Linked DNA regions of Mus musculus: region 1 is linked to region 2. Evidence: chromatin contacts called from public HiChIP or PLAC-seq data. All regions are on one chromosome and are shown on one strand. The core of a region is the stretch at or near the end of the contact, and the rest is flanking DNA. Distances in the headings are between cores, read along the strand shown. Region 1 holds the start of Reps1 (RalBP1 associated Eps domain containing protein). Region 2 has its middle 280 kb from the start of Gm23892.

Region 1 (4,332 bases), core at 1,575-4,074, 2.8 Mb after region 2:
CCTGGGATTATATGTATACACACCACACCTGGCTTTCAAAGTATAATTTTGACTTTTTAGTTCATGCATGTGAATGTTTCTGACTGCTGCATGAATGTATGTGCACCATCCATGTGCACTGAAACCAGAAGGGAGCATCCGATCCCAGGAGCTGGCTTTAAGGATCCCGTGCGAGGCTGTATATGTGCTGGGAAGGGAGTTTGGGTCCTCTGCAAGGGCAGCAAATGCTCCTCACTTCTGAGCCATCTCTCCAGCCCTTCACAGTATAACTGTGAACCCACTCACTGTGCTGGAACTTCAGACTCTCAGGACTGTAAGGGACAGGTTTATTTATGGAACGGCAGGGGAGGGGGAAAGGACAGATTATGAACTGAGAGGGACATTTCAGAGCTTAACGCTTGTACATGATGCGATCTTGCAATGACTTCAGATTTTAAGAGAGGCACAGAGCTGTAGTTTACTGAAGCTAGGAAGTTAGAGCCCGGGATGCTTTCTTAGCCCATCAATACTAAACTTCATTTGATCACTTGTGATTGAGGTACACCTGTATGTGACAGGCCTTGGAAGGGTGGTGACGAAGAAATGAAACACTTCTACTGAATAGAGAGCTAGTGGCTCAGGAGACTTAAGAAAGGGTACTGGTTTTAGAGTTGAGTAGGTTTAGAACCCTGCATCTAGATATTTAGTGTCATGAAACTTACAAGTTGCTAACACCATTTTTGTCTCAGTATCCCAAGTTTTCAAAAAAGGAAACCCTTGTCAAGCTCGTTTCACGGGGCTGTTGTCATCAATGGTGTAATCAGCATAAAATTTTAGAAAAATGAATATGTACAGAAATTCATATTTGGATATCAGCTAGACATGCAATAAGGAAAAAGAATTCAGGTTAAGAAGAGCAAACACAGCACAACAGCTGGAGATCAGGTGTTAGCGGGACTGTTCTCCAAGACGGAGCCCTCGGAACAGGAGAAGGAACGTGCAAATGTCTGTGTGAGGTTTCAGAAGGAACAAAGGCTTAGGGCAGGATAGAGCTGCTAGGCCATGGGGAGGTGGCAGGGGAAAAGAGACCAGTGACAGCAGGAATCAGTCCCTACCTCATTGAACCTATCTTTTAAAAATGCACACACACACACACACACACACACACACACATACCCAAACTGCAATTGTGAGTATGAATTGTAAGACGTACTAAGCACTATATGAAGTAGAGTAACATGAAAATATCGCCACAAAGTGGCATCTATAAAGACTTACATAAAGAGCTTCACAGACGTTCATTTAGATTTAGCCTCCAAAGGAGGCATTTGGTGCCAGAGTTCTTCTTTCTGTTTTCTGGGCTGTTTGAGATAGGGTCTAGGTTGGCCTTCTGTGTTCTGTGAGGCTGAACATGACCTTGAACTTCTGATCCTCCTGTCCTCTACCTCCCAAATGGCTGGGATTACAGGTAAGCACCACCACACTTGATCTATGCAGTGCTGGGAATAGAACCCAGGGCGTTGTGCACACAGTGCTCTAACAAATGAGCTATATCCCCAGCCCTCTATGTCTGCTCATTCTTATAATGATGTCCCCTTAATGGGCTCTATGTAACAGAGAATAAAAACCAAACTTGAAAAGCCCTCTGTGTAATCTTCCTTGGCTCCCGTTTCTGAAATACTTCATATTTAATGCTGACAAGGTCGCGGGCTGACTGGTGATGGTATCCCTTCACTAGGAAAGAAAAGGCAGGGGATCAAGAGTTCAAGTCCAGCCTGACTTCATAGAGTTTCAGGAAAGAAATACTTTTAAAAGATTAAAGGCTCGTTAAGGGTCTATGAACTCCAGAGACAGATGCAGATTAAGACTCCCCCCCCCCCACCCCCCAGAGGAAGGAAGGGATGGTGAGCAACAAGAGGGCCTGGAGTTGGCTGAAGGCCTACACAGGTTTCCCGAGTGGATGGCATAAACCGACAGTATTTGGTTCTCGGTGAAAAAAAAAAAAAAAAAAGGTGACTTTTTTTTTCTTTATTTCTATTTTTTCAAACTTGGTTTTACAGAAGACCCGGCTTGGGACCAGATCGAGTTCAGCCTTGGTTTAAGCGTCCACACCTGAGCAAGCTTCCCTGCTTCAGTGGACGGCGCAAAGCGATGCACTTATCCTCGTTAAGTGCAAACCGTTAGGAAATGCTGCACGCCAGAAGCTGCCGCACCCCAGCCCGCAGTGCGACCTGAACCCTCCGCGTCGCTGGGACGCCGGTCGGTCCCCAAGTGCCCCCAGCCTGGGGTCCTCGCGGAGGGCGCCCAGGGCCACTCGCCGCGCCCCGCCGTGCCGCGGGGCTCCGGCCAGCAGGGGGCGCTGCGGCCCGCTCTCCCGGGAGCGGCCGAGCCAGCCCGGTGGGTGTTTCTCTCTCTCTCTCTCCCTCTCCCTCTCCCTCTCGCGCTCTCTCCTCCCGGCCTCACATCCGGGTCTGGAGCGCGGCCGCCGCTGTCAGTGCCGGGCCGGGGCGCAGTCAATGGCGGCCGAGGGAGGCGGAGCGGCGGCCACGCGCAGCCCCGAGCCCCCGAAACTTTAGACTTCGGAAGCCCCACAACTTCTCGGAGGGGGGCGCGTGGGCGGAAGGGGAAGCCGAGGCGGGAAGCCCGAGGGACGCGGCCGAGCCCGGAGCCGCCGCCTCCTTTTCCCCACGCCGAGCTTGCGGCCGCGCACAGCCGCGCGCCACCGCCGCCGGCTGCCCCGGGCCACACGAGCTCGCGGCCCCGCGGGGAGGCCGTGCCGTGCGCAGTACCCCGCCGGCCGCCCCGGGTCGCGGGGCCGGCGCCCGGGTGGTGCATGCGGGGCGGGGCGGCCGCCGGGCCGAGGCGAAGATGGAAGGCTTGACGCTGAGCGACGCCGAGCAGAAATACTACTCGGATCTCTTCTCCTACTGCGACATCGAGAGCACCAAGAAGGTGGTGGTCAACGGGCGAGTGCTCGAGCTGTTCCGGGCCGCGCAGCTGCCCAACGACGTGGTCCTCCAGGTACCGCCGCGTCCCCGGCCGCGCGGGCCCCGGGCAGCGGCAGCGGGAGTGGGCTCCCCCGGGGACGGGCAGAGGCCGCAGGTGCGGGAGCGGGGTGCGCGGGGACCCCTGGAGGGGGAGGGCTCGCCGTCCGGGTGGGGGCGGGGGTCTGCGGAGCCTGCATCCCTCCGGCAGCCTGTGCACTGGAAGAGCAAGGTCCCGGGTCTCTCGGGTTGTGTGTGCATCCTAGCGTCTGCTGGATATGCCTACTATAGTCACATAGCTCTTCGACTCCCGCACAATAGGAAAGTTACGACTATAGGCAGGCAAAATGCCATATGGATTTTTGAGCGAGCCGAGCAGACTCGATGAAGTGAGATTTGTTACGCTTAAGGTATCCAAGAAGCAGGTGGTTTGGGTTTTTTTTTTAGGGGGGGGGTTGTTTTGTTTTGTTTTAAATTTAAGGAAGCTGTGTTCTTAGGGGAGACTAAGAAATTTGAACTTCTGGCTGATACTTGGCATGTAGATAGATGTGAAAAGAACTTGGTCGTAGAATGGGTGGCCGGTGGACAGTATCTTCTAGTGCCCTTCCCGGGAATAGTCAGTGGAGCTTGTGGGTTTGGTTTGGGATTTATTGAACAGCTGGAATCAGACAGCGGATAGTCTCCTCAGTCTGTAACTCTGCCACTCGTAACTCTGTAGCAGCAAGGGTAAACCTTCTTTGTCGCCTGTTTTAGAAGTGCTAATATTTGTGATGAGCATTAATGCTACTGCTTAATGATTCATAGCTGCTATAGTAAGAGCCTGTTTAAACTGTATGGGAGGAAGGAACCGTCTTAAGTTTTCATCCTCATATTGATCCCAAGCCAGTTATCCAAATCTCCAAACACATGGAGATGGAAGTGGATATAATGCAGTGGAAGCAGAATATTGGGCCAGAGGTTTGATTTTACTTTGTTTTGAGACAGCTTATTGCTTTATATCCCAGACTAGCCCTGAACTCAGGGTCCTGTTGCCCCCTCAACTGCTCAGGTGCTGGGACGTGGGTGTGGGCTGGGCCAGGAGTCTCCAGGCTTTTAGAAATCTCATCACTCTGCCTCCTCAGCCTCCAGTTCTCTGAGGCCCATCTTAGAGTGAAAGTCAGTTTTCTTCTAACAGAAACCCTTGTGATATAAAAATTTCTACACACACCTCGAATATAGACAATACCCGAGTGCCTACTGTGGTTTAGGGAGTGAATTCTTTCTCACTTTGCTTTTGTTTCATTTTGTCATTTTTTCTTAACCCTGGGGTGTGGTGGGGAAAGGTGAGTGTTTTAGGTACCAGGGAAGGATAAGAAAGTCTCAGATCTGT
Region 2 (4,337 bases), core at 153-2,652:
CCTCTTCTAATCTAGCCACAAAATTCTCATAAGACTCGTTGAGCTTTTGCCTAATTCCTGAAAGGACTGTGGACTTAGCCCCAGGTGGGGGTAAACTCTGCCAGCTGGATACGGCTATCTGATTAATTTTTTTTTCAACACTGCATTTGAAATTTTTAGTTGCGCTGCTGGTTTAGCATAGTCCTTTTGCCCAAGAAGCATGGACTTCGTGGGCTTAGTTCCATGTTTTGATGAGAATCTTTCCTGTACTAACTTCCTGGCCTTCTCTTCATACTCTGTTCTCCAGAGAATAAAATCTCTGGGAGCCAGTGTCGCCTTTGCCATTTGATGCCAATCGTAAGGAGTAAGCCACTGGCTTGCTACTACATCCAAAACCTGTAATGTATAAGGTGCAGTGGGGCCCAGTGTCTTTCCTGATGACTGTAATTCCTTAAGAGTTTTTAATGGCAAAGGTTCCCATCGTGGCTCACTACCTTCTACACAAATTACTGGGCAAGTGAGAGTAAAATCTTTTCTTTTAGCCTCTGCCACAGCAGCATCAAAAAAAACCAAAACAAAACAAAAACAAAAAACAAAAAACAAAAAACAAAAAACAAAAAACAAAAAACAAAAAACAAAAAACAAAAAACAAAACACAGGCGACAGAAACCTATGCGGTTTTGGTACAGGTTTATGAGTGACTGGTGCTGCTATAAATGACTCCTCCCCACTGCTCTCTCCGCGGCTATGAAAACGATCTCTTCTTCCCTTTAGTTCACACTTCCCCGTTTCCTCAGAAAAAACCCATTCATCATCAGTTGTCTCTGATTCACATTTTTCTAGCCTTTTCTCTTTTTTGCCTGTATAGCACGATTTCTTTTTAGAAGCAGACAGTTTCACTTTCTGATCATCAGAGGGCTCTGAAGGAGCTTCCTCTGCAAGAAATTCTAAGTCTGTTTTCTCAGTCAATAAACCCCTCATTTGTTGCCACAGAATAAGGGCATTATTGGGGATTTCCCTAGATGAATTTTCCTCATGGAACTTCCTCATATCTTTACCTACTTGCTTCCAATCCTCCAATGTCAACCTTCCCTCCTCTGGAAACCAGGGACTGATTTTTTGCACAAAATCATAACATTCTTGTAAGGATTTATCCGAGACCTTTAGGCCTCTGCCAGACAACATGTGCTTAAAGACTGACAGAAACAATCTTCCCTTTTGATTCTGATTGCCCCATGATAAAACGTACTCAACCTTAACTGATCTATCTTATCAGCCCATCTGCAGTAACGAGATCCTATCCTTGCCTGAGGAAAAAAAGAAGAAAAAGAAAAAAGAAGGAAAAAGAAATAAAGACTAACCTGCCCTGGTGTCCCTATTCAGGCACCAATTGCCGCAGACTATCCTCTTTTGTGGGTCTTCTATCTGCATGGAACGGGTCTCTGGTTGCAGGTGGGCGAAGGAGTCAGCGAAAGTAGGTGACAAACAGAGATGACACGAGAAAGCATGTTGAATCTGAGTGTAATTTGTCAAATTGAGCATAAAACTTTTTATACAGAAGAATAACAAGAAACCAGGTGAGTTACAGTGACGCAAAACAAAAGGAATGTATACAACAAAAGATGGTGGGGACCAGGCCACTGTTTACAACTAAGAAGGGAGCCAGGTGTAATGCTAGTCTATTGTTAAGCCCACCACCAGGGGTTCTTAGTAAATGCCTGATTATGCCGTTCCCTTGGGCCTAGTGAAGAAACCTGTCTCAGGGGGATTCCCTAACTCTTTCATGGTAAACTCATCTATTCACTAGGCTATTGTGTATTTCCTTGTTTAGGTGAGACTCTGAGACTCCCCTACTGTCCTGAGTCCTAAGTAATCACTCTGACTAGCCCTGAGCTATTCTAGTTCCATTCTTTGTAATGCCTAATTAGTTTCACTGTCTGCTAGAAGTAAATTTGAATGTTACCTTTTCACTGAATTCCTACTGAATTCCAAGCTCATCAGCTTCAAGGATTTTCTAGGACATTGGAACACTGGTGGAGGCTCACCTAATGTTAAAATTCAATCTTTAAAGGCACTTATAAAACAATACTGAAAGAGAGCATACACCATACTAATGCAGGGATAGGATATGAGTATACAGGTTATGAGAATGCCAAGGTTCCAAGGAGGCTGAGTTTCCTTGAAACTCTTTGCCTCCTGACTGCCTTCAGGCATTTTGACCTCGACAGGCAGACGTCACTGGAGTGGGCAAAGCATTCTCCTCCTTTCATTTTTTTAATTTTTCAGTCAAAGTTCCAGAATGTCTCGTTTCGTCATAGCTACAGATCTCAGATGTACTCTAAAGATGAGTGGAAACACAACGATTACTAATAAAATAATGCCAATAATAATAGCAAGTAGGATTATATATTGAACCCAATCCAGGGCATTTAATGCACTTAGGTTATTTTTTAAATCTCTGGCCAATTCATCAGTGTTCCAAGTGTCCAAGTGACTTTTGCTAATATCTAAAATTTCTTTAAGTGTTCCAAGTCATGAGAAATATCAGCATCTCTCCATACTCCCTGCAAATGAGCTTTAGTCTTTTCCCAATCTATGGTTGCATTATAAGGTAATGATGTGACACAAATATATTGGAATGAAGCATGACATTTAATAGCTAACCTAACCTTAATATTTGCAATATCTTGCCCTATTGCCAGCACTGCTTCTTAGAGGGCGTTAACCTTTGCTTCCAATTGTTTATCTACACTATGCAGCTCTGACAAAGCTATGGAAATATTCTAATGCATATCATTAAAAAATGAGCGGTATGCAGTTGCTGAACTAAGACTGTGGTAGATAATGCTACTACAAAAGAAGTTAAAATTGCAATTAAAGCAGTAATTTCTAAAATCAGAATTGCAACAAATCTCCTTGGTCTAATAAGTTCATTTACTCTTTTCAAAGTTTGCATTCCTGAATTTACAAAACAAGGATCATTTCCTAACTCTGCAAGCAGCAAAACATAAGCAGGTCTCCTTAACAAAATCATAACAGCAGATTCCTTATCTAAATTAGGATCTACACAATTAGTTAGTTGACAAGAATTACTATGAATATGAAAAGACTAGCCAAGATTGGTGATCTTAACTCTATCAAAACTTTCCAATAATATAGCATATGGGTAAGGTACACAAGTTTTCACAGCTATAGGGGAGTTGACCGGAGCTTTGGGTTTCTTTAAAAAGATCACGTTAGCAGCAGCAACAAGTCTAAACAATTCTGGTTGAATAGCAGTTGTACTATGTGCAAAAGAATGACCAACCCAAATTGGGGCTACAAAGTCCGGAGTGAAATAACGTTTCAAAGGTCCATTCTCCATATCAGGATCAAATCCATAAAACTGAATATCAGAGAGTTGCTTAAAAAAAGCCAGCAATACCTCTCCTGGGCATATACCCAGAAGAAGTTCCAACTGGTAATAAGGACACATGTTCCACTATGTTCATAGCAGCCTTAATTATAATAGCCAGAAGTTGGAAAGAACCCAGATGTCTCTCTACAGAGGAATGGATACAGAAAATGTGGTACATTTACACAATGGAGTACTACTCAGCTATTAAAAACAATGAATTTATGAAATTCTTGGACAAATGGATGTATCTGGAGGATATCATCCTTAGTGAGGTAACCCAATCACAAAAGAAGTCATTAGATATGCACTCACTGATAAGTGGATATTAGCCCAGAAACAGAACACCCAAGATACAATTTGCAAAACACAAGAAAATCAAGAAGAGGGAAGACCAATGGGTGGATACTTCATTCCTCCTTAGAATAGGGAACAAAATACCCATGAAAGTAGTCACAGAGACAAAGTTTGGAGCTAAGATGAAAGGATGGACTATCCAGAGATTACCCCACCTGGGGATCCATCCCATAATCAGCCATCAAACCCAGACACTATTGCATATGCCATCAAGATTTTGATGAAGGGACCCTGGTATAGCTGTCTCCTATGAGGCTATGCCAGTGCCTGGCAAATACAGAAGTGGATGCTCACAGTCATCTATAAGATGGAACACAGGGCACCCAATGGAGAAGCTAGAAAAAGCACCCAAGACGCTGAAGGGGTCTGCAACCGTATAGGTAGAACAACAATATGAACTAACCAGTACCCCCAGAGCTTGTGTCTCTAGCCGCATATGTAGCAGAAGATGGCCTAGTCCGACATCACTGAGAAGAGAGGCCCCTTGGTATTGTAAACTTTATATGCCCCAATGCAGGGGAATGCCAGGGCCAAGAAGCAGTGGTGGGTGGGTAGGGGAGCAGGGTGGGGAGAGGGTATAAGGGAACTTTCAGGATAGCATTTGAAA

Evidence for each region. HiChIP or PLAC-seq counts read pairs in DNA pulled down with a chosen protein or histone mark.
Region 1: an H3K27ac HiChIP or PLAC-seq map of epiblast stem cells shows a contact between it and region 2, with 8 times the contacts expected there. The contact joins the promoter of Reps1 here to the enhancer-like site in region 2. A contact is called at or near these places in 3 of 39 promoter capture datasets (the 3T3-L1 cell line, cranial neural crest and liver) and 3 of 115 datasets of contacts at active chromatin or transcription factors (embryonic stem cells, epiblast stem cells and large pre-B cells).

The regions. Positions count from the first base shown.
Region 1 is chr10:18,053,116-18,057,447 of GRCm38.p6, forward strand. It overlaps Reps1 (RalBP1 associated Eps domain containing protein), which reads left to right and starts at 2,825. Exons shown (of 20, transcript NM_009048.2): 1 at 2,825-3,000. The coding sequence starts at 2,848.
Region 2 is chr10:15,261,734-15,266,070 of GRCm38.p6, forward strand. No RefSeq gene overlaps it. Among named protein-coding and RNA genes, the nearest start is that of Gm23892, 280 kb to the left of the region's middle. Within about 2 kb of position 1,403, at least 9 of the 459 cell types and tissues checked have an H3K27ac peak or open chromatin away from gene starts, as enhancers often do. A contact at or near this core is called in epiblast stem cells, where this site is marked.